Regions from separate parts of the Mus musculus genome. Here region 1 is linked to region 2. Evidence: chromatin contacts called from public promoter capture Hi-C data. All regions are on one chromosome and are shown on one strand. Each heading gives the region's core, a stretch centred on a gene start, on an enhancer-like site or on the middle of the called end of the contact. The rest is flanking DNA. Distances are from core to core; before and after follow the strand shown.

Evidence for each region. Capture Hi-C pulls out chosen DNA fragments and counts their contacts.
Region 1: a promoter capture Hi-C map of adipose tissue shows a contact between it and region 2, with 2.7 times the contacts expected there. The contact joins the promoter of Lst1 here to the promoter of Rxrb in region 2. A contact is called at or near these places in 2 of 39 promoter capture datasets (hippocampal neurons and liver), 1 of 484 Hi-C or Micro-C datasets (B cells), 2 of 115 datasets of contacts at active chromatin or transcription factors (embryonic forebrain and pancreatic cancer cells) and 1 of 9 other capture datasets (adipose tissue).

What each region holds. Positions count from the first base shown.
Region 1 is chr17:35,184,462-35,191,037 of GRCm38.p6, reverse strand. It overlaps Lst1 (leukocyte specific transcript 1), which reads left to right and starts at 2,598. Exons shown (of 4, transcript NM_010734.2): 1 at 2,598-2,681; 2 at 3,997-4,092; 3 at 4,434-4,453; 4 at 5,728-5,943. The coding sequence starts at 2,648. The coding sequence ends at 5,859. It also overlaps the pseudogene Ncr3-ps.
Region 2 is chr17:34,027,915-34,034,000 of GRCm38.p6, reverse strand. It overlaps Rxrb (retinoid X receptor beta), which reads right to left and starts at 2,189. Exons shown (of 10, transcript NM_011306.4): 1 at 1,778-2,189; 2 at 957-1,174; 3 at 290-446. The coding sequence starts at 2,003. Slc39a7 (solute carrier family 39 (zinc transporter), member 7) reads left to right here and starts at 2,311. Exons shown (of 7, transcript NM_008202.2): 1 at 2,311-3,177; 2 at 3,267-3,435; 3 at 3,580-3,633; 4 at 3,747-3,911; 5 at 4,018-4,155; 6 at 4,295-4,491; 7 at 4,933-5,735. The coding sequence starts at 2,743. The coding sequence ends at 5,205. It overlaps H2-Ke6 (H2-K region expressed gene 6), which reads left to right and starts at 5,946. Exons shown (of 9, transcript NM_013543.2): 1 at 5,946-5,999. The coding sequence starts at 5,954.

The DNA.
Region 1 (6,576 bases), core at 1,349-3,848, 1.2 Mb before region 2:
GTGTGTGTGTGTATGTGTGTGTGTGTGTGTGTGTGTGTGTGTGTGTGTGAGTGTGCACGCATGTGTGTTTTTCAGTATGAGTTCACAGTCACGTCAAATGCTAACCCCGGCCAGCCCACCACCTTATCTGAGACAGGGTCTAATTTCGATCTTCTCTGAACATTCTAGGCCGGACACCCCATCCCCTGCGATCTTCCTTGAATTCTCAGTTTTCCACATCTCCCATCTCATACTAGGAACATGGACTTTCACAAGTGGTTGCCACACCCATCTTTATGTGGGCCCTGGGGACTCGAACTCAGTTCTTCATGCTTGTGCGGCCAGTGCTTTTACCAACAGAGCTCTCTCCTCACCCAATGTTTAAAAATTTTAAAAAAAATGTAATTATAAACTATAAAAAAGAAGAAACCCACTTAGATTGTGATCCCCATTTGTTCTGGGGGAAACACTGGGGGGGGAGTACCACAAAGTCCCTGAATTTGGTTAACAAAACATGCATAGGGACCCAGGCACCAGACTCACCCACCTCTGTCTCCATCCTAGCTACCAGCTTCCTCTCTGTTCAAAGATTGGGGTGTAGTCTTCTACACCCCTTTCTCTCTTGGTCACAGTGGCACTGAGAGACCTTCACCTCAGTCCCTCCTGCCCTCCTGCCAATGCCAGAATGCTGCCTTCTGTGGGAAGTTCTCCTTGATGCCCCAAGGCTTTGCTAACATCAGCTTCTCTCACCCACTTCCTGTCAGCATCTGTTAGCAGATTTAGTCTGACTACCTCTGACTTCCCTACTCCTTTGGTAGCACATCGATATCCTGCTGCATATAGCTGCCAGACACCAAGAGAGGTGCCCTGAGACACCCCAGAGTTATCTGGCACTCGAGGTGCTGGGAGCCCATGCCTATGCACAAACCACAAGATGATGAACCTTAAGGCGGCACCGCAGAGGGGGCCCCTGGAGGAGGTGGACATTCCTTTACCAGTACAGGGTGAACCGGGAGGCTGGGGCTGAGGGAGTAACCACCCTAATGATATCTAGGAATCTCAAAGGAAAGATGTAACACCATCTCCCAATGGCTATTCTTCCTCTCCTAGATGCAAGGAGGCACAGAGGCAGTGGAAAGAGGCTAAAACTGCGGGAGGGGCAGAATGCCTGCGGTGGGGAGCTTCTTTCCACTCTGAACAGTTGAATGTGTCCCCACTGTAAACCAAGAGTCTGGGTCAGCGGGGAGTGGGTGGAGATCCGGGATGAGACGGGAAACCTGCTGGGATAAATGGAGGCCAGACTATGGATTTGGAGTTCCCTGAACCCGAAGGAATCTGCATTCACACCCTACCCTCTGAGCTCTTGTGCCTTCATTTTCCAAAGAAAAGAAGCTGCAGCTGAAAGTGGTGGCCCGCCGTATACTCTGCAGGCTGAGGCAGGAAGATGGTGAGCCTCAGGTCAGCCTGGGCTACATAGCAAAATTCTGCTAATAATAATAACTACTAATAATAATCTGTTCTGTCCCTGATTCATCACAGCTCCTCAGGGGTCCCTCAAACCTACAGCATGCCCCTTATAACTGGGAGGTTCTGAGTTTCACGCTGTTGTCCCTCAAGTGAGGGGCCTCTATCTACCCTCAAACAGGAACCAGCAGTTAAAGGGCAGGAAGTACCCAAGGGGAAGTTAAAGCATTCTTGGTAGCCACTACTCCACACCAGCCAAATAAGGTCCTCCCTCCTGGGAAAGGGCACCCTTCTCTCTGGTTTCCCAGTGGTTCCCACAACTACTCCAGACCCTGGCTCCCTTGCCTTCACCAGCCCTCTCACCAGCATTCAGGATTGAGCAGTGTTTCCAGCTTCCTCCAAGTGCCCCCCCCCCCCGCTGCCTTTCCCACCCCCATCAGCCTGGGGCAGAGTAAATGGGAGGGGGCAATACAGCTAAACACTTTCTCTGCTACTTCTGAGTCTCCCTTGGCTTTTGCTTCTTTATTTTTTTGGGTTTTTTTTTGTTTGTTTGTTTGTTTGTTTTTTTGAGACAGGGTTTCTCTGTATAGCCCTGGCTGTCCTGGAACTCACTATGTAGACCAGGCTGGCCTTGAACTCAGAAATCCGCCTGCCTCTGCCTCCCAAGTGCTGGGATTAAAGGCGTGCGCCACCACGCCCCGGCTTTTGTTCGCTTCTTGAGACAGGGTCTCACTGTGTAGCTCTGGCTGTGCTTGAACTCACAGAGATCCATCTCTACCAATAGGGCTGCGTTGGGCTTTCCTTGTTAAAATCTCGGGCTCCTGGCCTGGAAAATGGGTACCACAATATGTTAAGACAAACATAAGCCAGGCAGTGGTAGCACACGCCTTTAATCCCAGCACTTGGGAGGCAGAGGCAGGTGGATTTCTGAGTTTGAGACCAGCCTGGTCTACAGAGTGAGTTCCAGGACAGCCAGGGCTACACAGAGAAACTCTGTCTCCAAAAAAAGCCAAAAAAACAAAAAAGAGAAAAAGACAAACATAAAATCCCCAGCCCAGTGAGGATGAGGACTGTAAAGGGGCCCCTTGCCTCAGAGATGGGGAACTTGGGGGCACGTGACTAACCCAAGCTATTAAGCCCAGCAGAAGAGGGATTAGTTTAGTCTTGACCTTCAGGCCTGTTCTCAGTCCCTGGACTATGTCTGATGACAATGGGATCTGGTAACAATTGCACAACCAGTAAGTAGGGACCCCTCCGTTCGGAAAGGGGAGGGATGTGAGGGCTGGAGAGTGAGGGAAGAAAAGCAGGGTTCAGGATTAGGAGAAGTGGTCAGAATGAGGCAGTACAGGTGGAAGAGGGGCCTCCTGAGACCCGGAAACAGTAGGGAGTGAGCATAGTCAGGAGAGGTAACCCGGTAGGTGAATCTCTAGAGGAAGTGAGAAGTTGAAGTCTGGGTAACAAATATGTCTGGGTAATGAATGTGTAGGCACGAAGCCCTGGGTTATAGTGTCTCCTGTAATCCCAGCACCAGAGAGGTGGGGTGGTCCGAAGGACTAGAAATCAAGGACATGACTTGTCTCTGCATGAGGCTTCAGGAAATTTGGAAGCAGCCTAAACTATAGAAGATACTGCAGAAAGAAAGAAAAAAAAAAAAAGCCAGGCAGTGGTGGTGCACACCTTTAATCCCAGAGTGGGGGGAGGTGGGAGTGAGGGGGCAAGAGGGCCGGAGGGGTTGGGATGGCGGACAGAGGCAGGAGGATCTCTGTGTGTGAGATCAAGACCAGCCTGGTCTAGAGTTCCAGGACAGCCAGAGCTCCACAGAGAAACCCTGTCTTTAAAAACAAAACAAAACAAGCAAACAAAAACTAATACAAAAATACAACACCGCCCCCCCCTCAAAATCTCCTAGAGTATATTTTCCTGTATTTTAAACTGTGAGAGGATAGCAGGGTCCTGGCTTTGACCCCAGAGCCACATAAAACAGCCATGGTAGTACACTCTTGCCAAGCTAGCACTTAAGACACGACACAGGGGTGTGAGGATCAGAAAGTCAAGCATACTCGGCTACTAGGAGAATCTAAGGCCTCCCAGGATACATGAGACTCTCAACATAAAGTGACAGAAAGGTGGGAGAGACATGGGTTGGGAGGGGGGAGAGGGAGAAAGGGCTTTGGAAATGACCAAGAGACTTTTTTTTTGTTGTTTTGTTTTGTTTTGTTTTTCGAGACAGGGTTTCTCTGTATAGCCCTGGCTGTCCTGGAACTCACTTTGTAGACCAGGCTGGCCTCGAACTCAGAAATCCGCCTGCCTCTGCCTCCCAAGTGCTGGGATTAAAGGTGTGCGCCACCACGCCCGGCTGAGACTTTTTATATATGTATGAAATTGTCAAAAAATAGAAAACAGGATTGATCGGGGAGAGGAAGATAGGATAAAATAAAAAATTGGGGAAGGGGGACCCAGGAAAAATATAGGAAGCTAGGAAACTTACATTTAACCAGGAGGTTGGGAAATTGGTGGGGAAAAAAAAAACCCTCTCAGAGATACTCCTTCCAGATGATTTCCTGCTAAATGGGAGCCTGGGACTGGGAGGGCTCCTCCTCCTGCTTGTCATCATCCTGTTCATCTGCTTGTGCCGGTTCAGTCAGAGAGGTAAGCCCTAGAGCATCTCGGTCACCCACAGCTTGCCCTCCACACCCTTCCTACTGCTAGAAAAGGCCAGAGTTGTCCAAAAGACCCAGGTTTTGGCTGTGGTTCCTATGGCAACCAGCGAGGTTGGAGGGGTGGGGCTCCAGTAGGTGTGTTGTGGAAGGCAGTTCTGGGGTGGAGACCTGCTGCTCTGGCGTTGGGGGCCTGGGGTGGGGTGCTATTCTGAGGTAGCAGATTCAATGAGAGGTGCTGTCCTAGGATGGATGAGCCAATGTGGGGTGCCATTCTGGCGGGGGGGGGGGTCAGGGAAGGGGTCTTACTGAACCATTTTTTTTTTCTTCTAGTGAAGAGACTGGAAAGGAATGTGAGTCTGGGGGGACGAGGAGACAAGGGGGAAGGGTGAGGGGTGGAGCAGATGAAGGGGCGGGGAAGGAAGTGGCGGCTGGGGGCAAGGGGGCGAGGGAGGGGGGCTGGAGGTGGGAGGGTGTGCGGGCAGGGGGTGAGGGGACGAGGGAAACCCACGTAGGGAGTGGGGCTGGGATGAAGGGGTGGAGCCGAGAGAAAAGGGAAGAGGAAGTAGCAGGAACGAGAAAATGAAAGAGGCAGAAAAAGAGGCAACCAGAAGAGAGGGAGGGAATTGTGTGTTTATAAGAATATAAAACACTCCAGAAGGACGTAGAGAGGAGGAAGTGAGTGAGAGAGGAAATTAAAAAACAAACAAACAAACAAAACGAGAGAGAAGAGTTCCATCAGGACTACAGGAGCCGCCCTGTCTCAAAAGAACAACAAAAGCAAAGTGGGTGGGGCGTGGGCGTGGCTAGCAGTGTGGTTTAGTTAACAGTCCTTATCCAGCGGGTGTAGAACTGTGTTTGATTCCCAGCGCAGCATAAAACCAGAGCGCTGGCATGTGACTGAAATCCCACATAGAGGCAGGGAGTCTGTCCTTCACTACATATTAAGTTGAAGGTCAGCCTGAGCTACATGAGACCCTGTCTCAATAGAAGAGGAAGTTTGGAGCTTGGAGAGATGGCTCAGCAGTTAAGAGCACTGGCTGTGCTTGCAGAGGCCCTGAGTTCAATTCCCAGTAACCACATGGTGGCTCACAGCCATCTGTAACGGAATCTGATACCCTCTTCTGGTGTGTCTGACCACAACTACAGTGTACTCATATAAATAAAGTAAGTAAAGGAGGTGGGGGAGAGAGGAGGTTCTGAGAAAGTATTTGCTGTAGTCAGGCATGGTAGCTTGTGCCTGGAACCCCAGTACTGTGGGGTACAGACAGGCAAGCCCTAGGGGCTCCCTGGCCAACCAGCCTAGTGGAAATGGCAAACTCCAGTTTTAGTGAGAGACCTTGTCTCAAAATAGATAGATGGATAGATAGAAATAATGTGTAGAAACAGTTGGAAAGTTGATGTCCAAACATCCACTTAAGGGCCTATACAACACAGGCAGACACACTTATATAGAAACAAAGAAAGAGGGAAAGTAAGCGAAAACAGGTTCAAGAGATATAAAGAGGAGAGACTGAGAAAAAAAAGAGTGGAGACACAGGGAGAAAGACAGGTGGGAGCTGCGGCCAGGCTGGGGAAGGATGTGTGACAGTACCCCTGGTCCTCACATCATCCTCTGCACTGCCAGGCCCAGGTCTCAGGGCAGGAGCCCCACTATGCATCTCTCCAGCAGCTGCCAGTGTCCAGTAGTGATATCACAGACATGAAAGAAGACCTCAGCACTGACTATGCCTGCATCGCCAGGAGCACACCCACTTGAGTGCCCCCAAAAGCTCTCCTCGCCCTGGGTGCGTGCTCAGTCACACTATGGTCATCTAGTAAAGTCTGGTTCCCCACTTCTGCATCAGGCTTCTCTATATGTGTCCAGCCCATGGCTCACCCTCCCACCTGCAGAAAGCCAGTAAACAGCTTGTGGTCCCCGGGTAGGAAGGGAGAGCTAAGGGTGGAGGGATGTGTGTGTGTGTGTGTGTGTGTGTGTGTGTGTGAGAGAGAGAGAGAGAGAGAGAGAGAGAGAGAGAGAGAGAGAGACTGGAGAATGAAGAAAATATGAGAGTCCTAAGTAGGAGAGAGGAGCGGGTAAGGACTTATTGTTGGCCTCCTGAGAGTGCTAGATCATTGAGACTTAGAATCACTTCTCAGAGGCTGCGGGAGGAGTGTCCATGATTTCCATGTGACAGGGACCTAGGAGAAATAGCAGGGGCTGCTCAGAGTTACAGGCCTGAAGCTTTCCTCTCCTCTTGCAATCTGTCCCCTCCCATTTCTGCTCCCTTGCCCCTGCTCAGCAACTCACATTTGCCCTGGTAATAGATGGTACTGCCCGTGGCCACAGAGAGAAAGCTGAGGGCGTAGAATCCAGCCCGGAGGAGGAGACTTGTGTGAGCCTCTTGCTCTGTGTTGGAGGCTTGCTGAGGAGGCCCTACAGCAGGACGTGGAGACGGTGGAGAGGAAGGAATTTGGGAGCTCAGAGCAGGGGACC
Region 2 (6,086 bases), core at 940-3,439:
AAGACAGTTTTGTGGAGACCTCCTTCTTAGGGAGTCTCTTACCAATCTGCCCAGAGAGGGAACATAGTCTAAATCCTTCCTGTGTTTCATCCAAAAAGGTGACTCAGTCTTCGGTGACCAGAAACCATGTAGCACCCCCACTCCTACCCCTCTCCACATCTGATATGAATCTAAAGGTCCCATAGGCCTCCTTGCTCTGACCAGCCTCAAGAACCCTTGGGAGCCCCATAGGCAGTGGTAAACAGCCCCGACGTGCTTTTTTCTTCTACGGCTGTGCTGAGCCCCATACCTGAGCTTCGGTCCCCGCAGATTGCACAGAGCCGTTTGCCAGCCCCAGGACCACCTGGAGGGGGTGGACAGTGCAGGCCCCGGACCCCTAAGACCGGTGGCTTCACATCTTCAGGGGGGCCAGACCCACCCCCAGGGAGCGACACTGTGGAGTTGATCTGGGATGGGGGAGACAGGGAAGTCACAGGAGACTCTCATATGTCAGGCAAACCACTTCCTGCTTGTGAGCAAGCCCTGTACTATTCCAGAAGGTACTGGGGACACTACTGTCTAACGTAAAGGGCCTTCCTTGCACGTGACACCAAGAGTGATGTCCACCCTTCTGTAATTGTGCTACAGTGGCCCTGAAGGGCACAGGTCTTAGAAGGGCAGGCATATTGAAGCGAAAAGGGCAGCAAAGCCACCGTGAGCTGAACAGGACATCAAAAATATTCCCTGCAGGCTTAGGGTTTGTTTTCAAAACAGAGCTGATGAAGCATGCACCCCCACAGACCACCCCCTTCAGGAAGAGCAAGGGGTCCGAGACCACAGGCTTGCTATGATTAGAGAACTAGAAAGATCAACGGGTTTTGGGGAAGTTCACCCAAAGATGGGGAGTGGGGGTGAGAAGTTGAGAACAAGGAACTGAAGGCACAGTGGCAATAAGCAGGCCACAACCTCTCTCTCACCTGAGGGCTGCTGACAGGCCCGGAGAATCCTGGGGGAGCCGGAGGGGGCAGACCAGGGGACCCCATGGAAGAACTGATGACTGGGAAGGGGGAGCCCAGTGGCGGGGGTGGCATTGGAGGTGGAGGTGCTGAAGGGGTAAGAGGTGGGCCAGGAGGAGAAGACGGACGGATCCCCTGAGAAAGGGGATTTGGGGAGGAGCTGTCTGGGCTTCGGGAATCTGAGAAGTGGGTACGTACAAGGCAGACACACACGGACAGGAGAGACAAGAAGAGAAAGTGAGCCTTTTGATCATCCAAATGGACACTTTAATTCTCCCTGACCCACCACAGCCCGCAACCCTGGAGTTCAGAAATACCAAGTGGCCAAACAACAATTTCACTTCTAATAGTCGTGAGAGGAGGCGGTTGACAAAAAGGGAGGCAGGTCAGGCGGGGCTACTGGGTCATCCCAAGCTGACCTCGGGAGGGGGGGCTGTGAAGCAGCACGTGGAGGTGTAGCAGCGAACCCCTCGTCCAACCCCAACTTAGAACATTCGGGGCAAAGAGTATGGCAGAAATACCCGGTCCCAGAGCGTAAGCTCAGCCTTCGAATGCCCAGAGTCCTCCAGCCCACGGGGAACGGTGTCCTTCCCACGCCCGAGACCGCGCACGCAGGCCCCGCCGCGGGCCCGAACCTGAAGGGCGGAAGCTCCCCCGCCGCGCCCCGCCCCGGGGGAGGGCGCTGGGCCTCGGGACGTCGAGGGCGCGTGTTTACAAACAAGGGGGCGGGAGCGCGGGGAGGGGGCGCGAGGGGCGCCGGCCCGGGCCCACGGGACACTCACCCCGCCCGCTGTCGCCCATCCCGTCCCGGCCAGCCTCCCCCGGCTCCGGCTCCAGGGCTTGCTGCTCTCCGGCCGCCGCCGCCGCCGCCGCGGGATCCAGCCAGGGCCGCCGCCGCCGCCACCGGGACGCGACCCCACAATGCATCTCTTTTCTCACCCCCACCGGCCCACACTGCCCCGCGGCATGCCGCGGCGGGAGGAAGGGCGGACGAGTGGCCCAAGACATGACGCCCGGGCCGAGGGCGGGGAAGCCGGAGAGGCGCCAGGGACGCGCAGGGGGGACAGCGGGGGACTCGGGGGCCGCGACGAAGCCGCGGAGGCGAGCAGGCCGCGGCCTGTGGCAGCGCGACTCAAGAGCCGCGCTCGGCTCGGCACTGAGATGACAGCACCGGCGCGGCCGCCATCTTTGTACAGACGGGAAGTCTCGCCTTGAGCTCCCGCCCCTTCGCCGAGGTGGAAACGGAGGAGGCGGTGCCCGCCAGCCCGCCGTCCCCTCGGATAACCCCCCAGCTCTGCGCATGCGTCCTGACGCCGTGGCCGCGCCGCCCTCGGGGCGCCGCCATGTTGGTAAAGGTATCGGGGCGCAGGCAAGAAAGGGAGCTTCCGGATCTCGCGGGAGCTCGAGGCGTGAGTGCCACGTCCCAGCAAACCGAGAACCGAGAGGATCCCGGAGCCGGTGAGAGGTCCCTGCTGCTCCCTTACGGCGCTTTCCAGGCCTTTACCCCAACCAGTGGGCCATAGAGACGCGGGCCCAGAGAGACCGTAAAGTTGCTGATCAAAGGCTAGAGCGGTGTCGGGGGTGGGGGGCTGCATCCAGGAAGGGTGTTGGGGATGAGGTGGACCGGCCTTGGGGACAATGTAAGAGCGGAGCAAGTAGTATAGAGGAAGGGCTTCAAGGGACGCGGATCCCGAATAGGTAGATTGAGAGTCAAGTCGAGTCGTCTCTTGTTCCTCCGGTCAGCGTGATGACCATGGGCCTGCGGGCCCCCCACTGGGTGGCTGTGGGACTGCTGACCTGGGCGGCTTTGGGGCTGCTGGTGGCCGGACACGAGGGTCATGGTGACCTGCACAAAGATGTGGAAGAGGACTTCCATGGCCACAGTCACGGGCACTCACATGAAGATTTCCACCATGGCCACAGCCACGGGCACTCGCATGAAGATTTCCACCATGGCCACGGCCACACTCATGAAAGCATCTGGCATGGGCATGCCCACAGCCACGACCATGGACACTCACGTGAGGAATTACACCATGGCCATAGCCATGGCCACTCCCACGATAGCCTCCACCACGGAGGACATGGACATGCCCATCGTGAACATAGCCATGGGACTTCTAGGGAGGCTGGGGCTCCAGGCATCAAACACCACCTGGACACTGTCACCCTCTGGGCCTACGTGAGTCGCCAGGGGATGTGGGGAAGAGGGACTGGTTCTTAATCGGTGGGAAGCTCCATCTTTGCCTTCTGATTGTGCTTCTCCACCAGGCACTGGGGGCCACAGTGCTGATCTCCGCAGCTCCGTTCTTCGTGCTGTTCCTCATCCCAGTAGAATCTAACTCTCCCAGGCACCGCTCTCTGCTCCAGATCCTGCTCAGTTTTGCTTCCGGGGGGCTCCTGGGTGATGCGTTCCTCCACCTCATCCCGCATGCCTTGGGTAAGTAACTTGTGGGCTCCGCCTCAAAGGCTTAAGCGGTTTTGTTCTTTCTCTTTAATGATCCCAGATTTTCCGGTTGTCTTCAAACACACATCCCCTGAGCCAGGCATTCCCTCATCAAGCCTTTTCTCCCACTTCCCGCAGAACCTCATTCTCACCACGCTCCAGAGCAGCCTGGACATGGACACTCCCACAGTGGTGAGAAAAACCAGGGACTGGTGTGCTGGGAAAGGGCAACCTCTCCATTCCCATGCTTCGCCTCTTACACTTGAGTCTGCGTCTCCCTTCATGCTTTACTGCCTCCGTTCCAGGCCAGGGCCCCATTCTCTCTGTGGGGCTGTGGGTTCTCAGTGGGATTGTCGCCTTCCTCGTGGTGGAGAAATTTGTGAGACACGTGAAAGGAGGACATGGACACAGTCACGGACACGGAGACAGGCATGCGCATGGAGACAGTCACACCCATGGAGATAGACATGGTGAGCCCGCGTTGCCTGCTCTGTAACACACTCAGGGTCACCCTGTGGAGCAGGACACATGCGAAAGCTCTGTTCCCCACTCTGATCAACTCCTGTTCTCCCTCAGAGTGTTCTTCAAAGGAAAAGCCCAGCACAGAGGAAGAGAAGGAAGTGGGCGGGTTGCGGAAAAGGAGAGGAGGAAACACTGGGCCCAGAGATGGCCCGGTGAAACCTCAGAGCCCTGAAGAAGAAAAAGCAGGCTCAGGTAAGGGATGAGCTGATGGGTTGGCTGTGGGTGTGTGGGTGACGGTGGGAGTCTAGGAAATGGGGGCGAGGGGGGGGCTGTATGTGAACCGGCTTGATGGACACCCTCAATCATTTTTGTCTTGTCTCTTTGCAAAAAGACCTGCGTGTGTCTGGGTACCTGAATCTGGCTGCTGACTTGGCACACAACTTCACAGACGGTCTGGCCATTGGTGCTTCCTTTCGTGGGGGCCGAGGGCTAGGGATCCTGACCACAATGACAGTCCTGCTGCACGAAGTGCCTCATGAGGTTGGGGATTTTGCCATCCTGGTCCAGTCTGGCTGCAGCAAGAAGCAGGTTGGTGCCGACTGCCCATCCTTGGTTCCTAACAAGCTACACTACAGTGAGCCGTTTAGAGTCAGGGAAAGTCGTGCCTTTACCTCTTGCTCTGTTTTACGCTGCAGTCCTCACCTGTGTATAGTTCTTTGATGGCTTAAGGTTCTCAGGAGATGTCTGTTCTAGTACTCCCTCCTCAACCTGGCTGTTTTGGGGGGCTGCGGGCCTTAGGTGTGGTCCTGAGGCAGAGTCATTGACTACGTATTAGCTATCGAGGGAGCCCCAGGCGACAGCTATCTGACTGCTTCCTGGAGCTGGTGTCTGGGACCCAGATTCCTGTCCTCGTGCTTGTGCAGCAAGCACTACCTGTGGGTCCTTCTCCCCAGACCCTCCTTTCCTTAACACTGCTCCCACCTAATTTTAGCTGTCGACAGTCATATCTTTCTCTTTTCTGCCCACCAGGCGATGCGTCTGCAACTCGTGACTGCAATTGGAGCATTGGCAGGCACTGCCTGTGCCCTTCTCACCGAGGGAGGGGCAGTGGACAGTGACGTGGCAGGTGGTGCAGGTCCTGGCTGGGTCCTGCCATTCACTGCAGGCGGATTTATCTACGTAGCAACAGTGTCTGTGCTGCCTGAGCTATTGAGAGAGGCATCTCCACTGCAGTCACTGTTGGAGGTGCTGGGGCTGCTGGGGGGTGTTGCCATGATGGTACTGATTGCCCATCTTGAGTGAGGGGTGAGGTGACCTGTCCTTCCCCTAACTCCTAATAAAGGCAGTTGGTAGTCCTGGCCAGTGCTAATGCCAGAAGGAGTGTCAGCCTTGGAGATTAGCAGAGCCTCTGTTTGAGGCCTTAGAGGTATGAGGATCATACGGAGCATGAGAGGCCAGAAGGACCACGGAGTGGGAGACTGCCCAGCAGCGTTGTTGCTTTTGGAAAAATCAATGGGACCATGAAGAAGACTGGGAAGACGGTAGCCTACCCGATGGTCCCTAATCTACGATTTCTCAGCGCCAGCGTGCCGCAGGGGTCCCTCCAAGGCCCATCTCCCTCTGAACTAGTTAGTGATGGCTTCAGGGAAGACCTGGCAGAAGGACTGGGGTAGACATCAATCGTGTGTCCTGATTTGAAGGGGGAGGGGGGCTCCTTGGGAAGATGTCTCAGCCTGATTTTTTGTCTCTACTCATTTTATACCACTGTTTGAATGGGTGCGGAGGAACGGTGACCAGGAATAAAAGACCTTGGATCTTCGGCCCCACATGCAGCCTTTGTCTTTATGTGGGGAACTGGGCCCCTTGGCTCCTGGACTCCCTAGGTCCCCAAGTGGTGGTGGATGGTCACGCCCCCGTGGTGGGAGGTCGCGCTGGTGGCTACCAAAGGCCTCTGACTAGTGTGGTTTCTATTGGGTCCGTACCGGGCCTAGCCACGCCCCCGGCGTGCTCAGATTGGCCTAGGCTCAGGGCACGCCCACCCACAGCCGCCATGGCGTCTCAGCTCCGGCTCCGCTCTGCGCTGGCCCTGGTCACAGGTTCAGGGGTTCCCTCTCAGGGTGGGTTGGGGTGCCCGGGCCATGTCAGCGAGAGCCACCCCTTGAGTCCCTGGCCCTGTTGTCTGA